2 separate regions of the Ovis aries genome follow, and region 1 is linked to region 2. The links are chromatin contacts, called in public Hi-C maps. All regions are on one chromosome and are shown on one strand. Each heading gives the region's core, a stretch centred on a gene start, on an enhancer-like site or on the middle of the called end of the contact. The rest is flanking DNA. Distances are from core to core; before and after follow the strand shown.

Region 1 (4,455 bases), core at 1,283-3,782, 160 kb after region 2:
GTGGTCAGTGCCCGGTGGCCAGGTGGTGCTGGTCTGATGAACACCTTCTCTCCGTGTTTGTCTTACCGAGTGTCTCTCCCTAAGCCTCAACTTCTGTTCGAACCTTCCCACATCTATCAGAGGCAAAGTGGCAGCCTTTTCTGATTTTATCCTTTACAAACATGGCATAGATACTGCATCAATTCCATTAGAAATTGCTTTTTTGTTCAGCATAAGGTAGGGATCGAATGACAAGTTTTTTCCCCAAGTACAGCCAACTGTTTTAGTACATGTACTACAAGATACTGCTCAGCAGGGCCTACACCCTCATAAATCAAGTTTTTGTGTTTTGTTCCATTGGTGAACTTGTCTATCCCCATATCTCTGTCCTAGGCTCAATTACTATAGTTTTAGAATACATTTGCCATCTTCTGGAACAGTCTCCTCCTGTCTCCGGCTTCTCCTCTTCCTTCTCCTGGAATGTCTTGGCTAACATCCAGCCTTTGTTCTATACAGATTCTAGAATCAGCTTGCTAAATAGTCTTAAAAAAAAAAAAAAAAAAACCCTGTAGGGGTTTTAATGACAATTTCTTTTGTAGGGCAATTTGGGGGACAATTGACATATTTCTGACATTAAGCCTTTCTATCCATGGATATGGTATATAGCTTCCCAACTTATTCAGGTCTTAATGTGTTTTAATAAAATTTTATTGTTTTTCCTTAACACTCATAAAAGTTGCAGTTTGGTCTCATCTATTCTGTTGCTGCTCTTTGCAATGATGTTTTACAAAACTGTGTCCCCTGGTTATTGAGGATATTTATTTTTAATTGAAGGATAATTGCAATACTGTGTTTTCCCTCCTTGAGCCTCCCTCCCATCTCCCACCCCTCTAGGTGGTCACAGATCCCCAGTTGGAGTTCCTCAATTTGAGTCATACATCAAATTCCCACTGGCTGTCTGTTCTGCGAATGTTAGTGTATATTTTTCCAAGCTGCTCTCGCCATTCCTCCCACTCTCTCCTTCCCACCCACTATTGAGGATATTCAGACACACATGTAGATTAGTTTCTGGCTGGCCTCCCCAGATCCTCTCCACCTTTCTCTACCTCTCTTTGTGTCTGTCTACAGAATGGATCTCCCGGTTAGTTTGATGGCAGACACTGTATAGATCAGAGATGGGAGGACAGAGGCCAGGGGTTCGTGTCCGCAGGCCCCTCCCACAGCCCTGTGGTTGGCAGTGACTTCCCCATCTGCTGAGGAAGCCTCTTGTCCTGCCCTCTGCTCCCTCCTTCTCTTCCAGGCCAGGAGTAGTGGCAGCTCCCTGAGACTAAAAGTCTCTCATGCTTTGCTTTTTCACTTCGCCCTTTCTTGGTAAACAGGACATTTGCTGAAATCTCTGCAGTGTTCTTCCCGAGAACACCCGCTGTTTCTTGCCGGGACCCTGACTGATACTATAATTGCCACCGGAAGTGACCCCAGGAAACAGGCTCTAAATGGGATTCTGGCCTTGAGGTGCACGTCTATCTGATGAGTGTGTGGATAAAGTCCTTGCCCAGGGAAATCGAGTACCAGGAGCCCGTGTCATCCAGGGACAAGGGACATCCCAGTTCCTAAAATGGTCACCAGCGGCGGCATGGGGCGCCGTGCCAGTGGGTAGCCAGCCGCTTGGGCAAATGCGGGACTGCAAAGGCTGCGCAGTGGGCTGGCTACTTCTGAAGGTTCTGGGAGGCACACAGCAGGGCAAGGACGGCTCAAGCCTCGGGTGTGAAAGTGCCCTCCAGGCAGGCCACCGGGAACGCCTGCACCTCGACGAACCAGACACCCTGGGGACGCACAGGGGGACCCCGTGTAGGATGGGGGCTCTTATAGGTGATTCCGGGTAAGGTTTAAGGACGCGGGGTCTCGCTGTGGGTTGGGTGCCATCTGGAAGCTCCTTAATACTTCCCATCCGGGAGAGGCGACTGGCGGGCGGCGGAGGCTGTGGCGCGAGGGGGACGCGGCGCTCCAGCTCGGGCGCGAGAGGGTGGCCACTGGCGGGGGAATCCGCGCGGCGGCCTGGAGCGGCCAGCGGCTGTCTCGCGCCACCGCCGCCTGGGAGCCGCCGGTGTCGGGAGCAGAACGCCAGGCCCGGGGGAGCCGCCTCGGATGGAAAAGCGCAGGGCTGCGTGGAGACCCCAGCGGCCGCCCGGCCAGCAGCGTCGGGCACACCGAGCCGAGGGGCCGGCGGGCGGCAGGGGAATCGCGCGGCCTCACCGCCGGAACACTCGGAAGGCCGCGGCCGCACCGGGTCACGCCGGCCGCTCGCGGGGCGCGGCCGGGCCACGAGCCCGCGCGGCAGCCGCGGCGGCTCGCGTCACCGCCCGCCCCGGCCGGCCGCGCCCGGCTGCCCGCCGCGCCCCAGCGCGCAAGCGCACAGCGCCGGCCCGGGAGCCATTTCACGCGGCCGCGGCGCGGCGGGCGCGACTGCGCAGGCGCCCGGCGGGAGCGCGCGCGCCTGCGCGAGAAGCCGGAAGCGGCGGCGCGCTCTGCGCCTGCGTCCGGGCCGGGGGGGGCGGGGCCGCCGTCAGCTGACTGAGGCGGCTGCGGCCTCGCGGGACCGCCGTCGGCTCGCGTCTCTGGCGGCTGTCGGGGGGCTACGCGCGGGCCCGGCCGGACCATGGCGACCACCGTCAGCACGCAGCGCGGGCCGGTAGGCTCCGGCGGGGGCGGGCTCCGCGGCCTTCGGGCACAGGCCGACGCCGGGCTCCGTGCGAGCGGAAGGGAGTCCCCGGCAGGGAGAGGCCGCGCACCGTGCGGGCCCCCGGGAGGACGAGGCCTCACGCTCACCGGGCGCCCGAGGCGGGGGGTGGTCGGCGCCGGTTGGTTCCCGGGGAGGAGGCGGGTCGGCGCCGGTTGGTTCCCCGGGGCCGGGGAGGGTCGGCGCCCGTTGCGTCCCCGGGATGGGCGATGGTCGGCGCCCGTTGGTTCCCCGGGGCCGGGGAGGGTCGGCGCCCGTTGCGTCCCCGGGATGGGCGATGGTCGGCGCCCGTTGGTTCCCCGGGGCCGGGGAGGGTCGGCGCCCGTTGGTTCCCCGGGATGGGCGATGGTCGGCGCCCGTTGGTTCCCCGGGATGGGCGATGGTCGGCGCCCGTTGCGTCCCGGGGAGGAGGAGGGTCGGCGCCGGTTGGTTCCCCGGGATGGGGGAGGGTCGGCGCCCGTTGGTTCCCCGGGGCCGGGGAGGGTCGGCGCCCGTTGGTTCCCCGGGATGGGCGATGGTCGGCGCCGGTTGGTTCCCCGGGATGGGCGATGGTCGGCGCCCGTTGGTTCCCCGGGATGGGCGATGGTCGGCGCCCGTTGGTTCCCCGGGATGGGCGATGGTCGGCGCCCGTTGCGTCCCCGGGAGGAGGAGGGTCGGCGCCGGTTGGTTCCCCGGGATGGGGGAGGGTCGGCGCCCGTTGCGTCCCCGGGTGGAGGGGGCCCCGCCCCCACCGGCGGGCCCCGGGGTCGGGCGGGGTCGGCACCCGCTGGGTCCCCGGGAGGAGGCAACACCCTGTGCCTAGAGTGTCCGTCTGTAGAGGAGCCACCCGGCCAGGCTTGGATGAAGGAGGGTCCAGGCCCAGCTGTGTCCCTCGGTTCCTTTGGTAACACATGAGGGGTCCTGAGCTGGGAGTCCTCTTCTGCCCCTGGCCCTGGAGTCCTGTCTCCTGCGCGGCTGCTGTGTCCTTGTCCAAGAGCAAGGCTTCGGCTCCTGGGGAGTCACCTCTAGCCCCCGTTCAGACTGGGTTGGGGTGCCTGACCATGAGCGGTGAGGGTTTGTTTGCTTTAATCACAGTCAGAGCCTTCAGCTGGGACAAGGTTCTGGTTGATGGTTTGATGTGGCTTCACCAGGGAAGTCCCCGCAGCCCTGGCTCTTCACTCTCCCGCCAGGATGGACAGATCTTGTCTGTGTCTCTGCCAGCGGGAGACGAATCTATCCACACGGCGTCTTTCTGAGTTTGAGGAAGGCAGGTCTTGTTGGAAGCCCTTTGGGCACAGGTGTTCTTTCTGACCGTTTGAATGGGACGTGACAGGGCTTCGTGACAGACATGCATGTGGAAAGGTCCCGGAGTTCGTAGGGTGGATTCTGGCCCCTGGCTTCCCGTCTCCGTCTTCACTGCACACAGTGGCTTGGAGCAGGCTGAGCGTCAGCACTTCCTCCGTTCTATAGGGGCAGCAGGGACGGGTGTTGGTTCTGTCCTGGGTCAGACCTGCTGGGAGCTCTGTGCCTTCGCCAGGCGGGATCCGCAGGCAGACATGCGCAGGCCTGGGACCCAGGCAAGGGGAGCGCGTGGTGAAGGCGGGCCTCCTCTAGTCCAGAGGGATGTTGGCCCTGCGCTGAGGTAGGGCTGTGACAGGGCCCAGGCGGCAGGGGGTGTCTGGATGTGAGGCCTGTGCTGTTGAGCTCCCAGTGACCCGGACGACTGGCACGTTCTCTTGTCGGGGACTTGGGCCCCACGC
Region 2 (4,670 bases), core at 1,762-4,261:
GTTCAAAGCATCAGCCCTTCAGCGCTCAGCCTCCCCTATGGTCCAGCTCTCACATCCGTACGTGACCGCTGGAAAAGCCGTAGCTCTGACCGTATAGACCTCTGTCAGCAACGTGACGGCTCTGCCCTTTAACACACTGTCTAGGCTTGTCTGCACAGCATGACCCTCATAAAACCCTTCATTCCCCCTCCCACCCGTGGAAACGGGAAGGAGGCAGTTTCCTTGTTGTGCTGGGTGGAGGGTGTGGTTCCACACAGCCCAGAGGCCCCTGGTACAGGGCCGGCCCAGGAGGCCTGGAGAGGTTGGCATCCTTCTTGGTCCTCGTGTGCCAGGTGCTGGTTAGGACCAGAGCGCTCTCTTGGGGGCATTGTCAGCCCTCTGGAAGTGGAGCCTCTGAGTCTCTCAGAGAGGGACTTGAGCTGCTGAGTTTCAGGTTCTTTCCTGTGGGGCCAGCGCTGACTTGAACCCGTTTTTGGCTCCGCAGGGCCTGGGCCCTGGGTCAGGTGAGGGATCCTTGCGTTGGCGTTGCCGCAGCCCCAGGAGCAGGCTGCCTGCCAGCGGGGCTCAGCCTGGAGCCATCTCACCGTCCAGCTGGGCAGGGCCTGGGGCTGTGCCCTGCTGGGGTGCCGCTGGCTCCCAGTGGGCAGGAGTGCCGCTCGGCGCGGGTGGGGAAGGTGCTGGTTGGCCTGCGTCGGCCAGGAGGTGGCAGCAAGACCGTCCCTGGCTGGGCTGGGCTGGGCACGGGGTCTTGTAGTCACTCGCGGGCCTGCTCTTTGCAGAGCCGTCTGGCTGTTTATGACTGAGGTGAATCCTTGCTATTATGTTGGCCAAAAAGTTCCTTCAGTTTTTAAATACGAGAAAGAAAACACAGGTTTTAATTTTCATCCAGAACTTTATTGAACCGTTTTCAAGGTAGTGGAGCAAGACGACTTCCCGATTTCATCTTTCTAAACCTTCTGTATCTTTTTGAGCAAAGAACTGTCGCGTGTGCCTTTTCACAGTCTGCCAGGGGATTGAGTGTTTTCCATTTGCAGAATTTTTAACAACCAAATAAAGGGAAATCTGAAGGTGCAGTGTCTGATGGATGCGGAGATGAACCGAAACTTCCCAGCCCTGGTCACCACGGAGACGCACAGCCCTGGCCAGCCCGGTGTTGTAAGGGGATCTGATCCCAAGTGTCAGGATGAATGGGACTTATTCTTAAAGAGACAGGGAGAAGCAGAGACAGGAACTGGGAGGTGCTGGCCCCCAGCTCAGGGCGCTCTCTCCCCGGCGCGCCCAACTCTGCGTCTCCCCTGGGCGCAGGCTCTCCTGCCGAGAGGGGCTGTGGCCGTGCGGGAGCCCGAGCAGCGCACCCGAGGCGCAGCTGCCTGTGCGTGTGTCCAGGCCGAGGGAGCCGGGGGCTGGGTGTGCGTCTGTGGGCTGCAGCCCTGGCAGGGCCTGGGGATGGACCAGAGCTCATGTCCCTGCCCTCCCCTTCCTGGCTGTGTGCCCGTGTGTACACACACACACAGACACACACACACAGACACACACACACACACACTCTCTCTCTCTCTCTCTCTCTCTGTGTTGGGACTATGCATGCCATTTAGTTGATTCTGTTGGGAAAGGAATTCCGTTCTCGCTGCCCTCACAGAGTGGGGCTCCCAGTCCAGGCGCATGTGGGCCCTGGGGCCGTGGGGAAGACGGCAGGGGCGGGGCGCACGGAGAGCCTGGGCCAGTGCGGTCCTCCAGGTGAGCTCGTGCCGTGCCCGGCCCCTCCTGGGTGTTGGGAGTGACGGCAGGAGGCAGGGCTGAGCTGTCCCGAGGGAGAGACTGTGGACACCCCGCTGCCCACGTCTGGTCCTCTGTCCTGTGGTCTCTTAGCTTTTGAAGGTGGTGAGTGAACAGAGAAGGACTCCACAGAAGAGAGCGCAGGCTGTGGCTGCCCCGGGCTGCCCCGCCTCTCCCTCATCTCGGTTGCTGCCCCGGGCGCAGGATGACTCTCTGGGAGGACCTTGTCCTCTTGGAGGACCTTCTTGCTGGGAGTGTGGGGTGGTTGGCGTCGTGACCATCCTCCCTTGTCCAGCTGGCAGCGTGTTGTCCGGGGGCGCTCAGGGCTGGGGCTGCCCATGTTCCTGAGCATCCCTGGCATGGGGTGTGTGCGGAGAGGGGGGGCCGCGGCTTTTTCCCAGCACAGGGCTCTGCCCCTCCCCTGAGAGGAGGTGGGCCTCTGGTGGCCGGGGCAGCGTGGGACCTCCCTTCTGGATGCTCTTCTCTCCCACAGCCCAGGAGCCTCACTCCCACAGCCCAGCAGCAGGCGGGCACCAGGGCGGCGGGCACCAGGGCAGCTGGCCTCGGGGCTTTGGGCCCATGGCCTCTGGTCCCAGGAGAGGCGCCAGGAGCAGGGCTCACTCCCACCCCCCGCCCATGCCGTCCACAGGTCAGGTGAGCTCGGGGTCACTCACGGCTGCTCCCTGAGCCCTGGCACCCGATGGGGAGGCTCCAGCCCCAGCCCTGCAGACTGGTTCTGGCTGGGAGGAGTTCTCTGCGAGGCGCCTGCTGTGTGGAGGTGTTCTCATGGCCGCGGTCATGTCCACTAGCTTCACAGATGTGGACATGCTCACGCCCACTGAGCGCTTAAAGTGCTGGGGCGCGTGGCGGAGGCCCTGTGGGTCCCGCCCGTCGTCACAGGCTGTCCCCGCCCCCCCCGCCCGGCCTGCTCCCGCCCCCTGGAAGCAGAACGCTGGGCTGGGTCCGCGTGGCCCTGTGCAGGGGCCCGGGTCTGGGGGTGCTGTCTGCAGAGTGCCCGTGGCGGCGGCCCAGGCGCTTCTCCGGGCGCGGGCCTGCAGCAGGGGTGGGAAGTGCTTTGTGATGGAAACCCTTGTTTTTGAGCACATTCTCTTGTTCCTGCGGGAAGGCCTCCTACCTTCTTGGCTGAAGAAGTGCTGGGCTCAGCTGAGTTCTGAGAGCTCTGGCGTTTATAATTCGTACAAAAATAAGCGTGTCCTCTTGTTGTGACCTTGCTGGCTCTTGTGCACTTCCTTCCAGGCCAGCCGAGGGTAGCCGGGCTTAACGTGCGGTGGTCAGCCCCGCCAGGCAGGAAGGACCCGTGAACCCTGGCTCGTACGCGGCCGGGGTGTTGGGTGCTCTGTGCCCTTTCTCCTCGTGCGTTGCCTCCTCACTGGACGTGTGGGTGTAGGTGGGAGCGTTGGTGGTTTGCGGGCCCTGAGTCTGAGCTGTCGCCAGGAGGACAGCGGGCCCTGGTTCACAGTAGACGGCCACTCTCTTGTGAGGTGGCGCCATGTAAGGCGCAGCCCGCCACCTGCCGTGGAGCTCGTGGAGCTCACATCTGCTCACGCGCCGTCCTGGGCCCTGCCCAGCCATCGAGCTGGGGCCCTCCGGGCCCGCATGGCCGTCCACACGGTTGAGGGCAGGGGCGTGCACAGGCCAGCCCAGGGCCCCCGCCCCCCGCTCGGCTCCTGCTTGGGGACTGAGGCAGGTCCAGCTGCCCTCCCAGGGGTGCAGGCGTGCTTGTGGGGCCGGCGTGGACCCTTTCAGGACGGAGCAGCAGGGGCCTGATGGGGTCTGCCGTCAGCCTGCCCCTGTCTGCACAGCCAGGACCTGCGGGCACAGGGCTGACCCGGGGCCAGCACGGCCGGCCCTGCACGTGGTGCTCAGAGGCCCTTCCTCTGCCGCCAGCCGGGTGGCCGCGGCTGCTCTCTCAGGTCTCCAGGCCTTAGGCTGGCCCTGCCGCCTCCCCCTGGGGGCCGTGGCTCCTCGCGGGTAGGGGGCCACGTCCTCACGTCTCTTCCTGTCATGCCTGCAGTGGTGGCTGCGTTGTAGGAGCAGGCGCTGCTGCGAGGGTGCGGCGAGCGCGTCTCCACAGGGCCCTTGGCCCGCGCCTGCCCAGCGGGGGTGGCAGAGCAGGGCTGGGTGCGCGGCTGTGTTTGCCCAGCGTCCATGGGCCTTACGGCGTCAGTGCCATCGGGACCCTGGGCCTGCGGCGTCCCCAGCCTTCTGCTGATGGGCTGCAGTCAGCGTCACAGGCTCCTCCGGCAGCACCGCAGACGGGAGAGCAGTGGTGATCACGGGCCGGCCCCCGCCCCCCCCCCCACCTCCCCCGCCGTCCACCGGGAGCGGCTCGCAGGTAGCATTGTCACGGCCCCCGCCCACCGGGAGCGGCTCGCAGGTAGACTGCAGTTTTCTCAGTGTTTTTCTCAGAAGTCTGGGTCACGTGGTCTCTAATGAAAACAATAAAATGTCCCTCGAGTGAGGTTTGGAGGGTCTGGGCTAGAGGCTGCACCCTGGCCCTTGCGAGCCTATGCTGGAGCAGGCAGGGGCCTGACTGGTTGCGCGGCCCACGGCCCTGCCCGCGGGACCTGACCCAGGAGTCGCCTGTGGGCGGTGTGATGACACCGGGTCACGGCTTCCTGGGCGCCCTCCGGGTGGGCCCACGGTGCCATGGGCTGACCCAGCTCCAGGGCCTCGGGCCCTCCTAGACCCAGGCACCCATGGGTGGGATTGGGGAGCGCATGTCTTTATCTTTGGTTCGCACCTTCTGCAAACCAGCAGAGTACTGACCGGGTCGTGCCCCTGCCCAGAAGGCCTTCTGGACGCCCTTGTCTGAGGGCTGGGGTCCTCATCTCCCTCCGTCCCCACCCGCACCCGTGGGTGCCCCTGCCCTG

Evidence for each region. Hi-C and Micro-C count contacts between places; a contact is called where the count stands out from the background.
Region 1: a Hi-C map of liver shows a contact between it and region 2, with 1.8 times the contacts expected there. The contact joins the promoter of TOLLIP here to the enhancer-like site in region 2. A contact is called at or near these places in 2 of 16 Hi-C or Micro-C datasets (hypothalamus and liver).

The regions. Positions count from the first base shown.
Region 1 is chr21:46,560,874-46,565,328 of ARS-UI_Ramb_v3.0, forward strand. TOLLIP (toll interacting protein) reads left to right here and starts at 2,533. Exons shown (of 6, transcript XM_027959318.3): 1 at 2,533-2,668. The coding sequence starts at 2,636.
Region 2 is chr21:46,397,175-46,401,844 of ARS-UI_Ramb_v3.0, forward strand. The region is part of intron 1 of MOB2 (MOB kinase activator 2); the gene reads left to right. Among named protein-coding and RNA genes, the nearest start is that of MOB2, 11 kb to the left of the region's middle. Within about 2 kb of position 3,012, at least 4 of the 54 cell types and tissues checked have an H3K27ac peak or open chromatin away from gene starts, as enhancers often do. A contact at or near this core is called in liver, where this site is marked.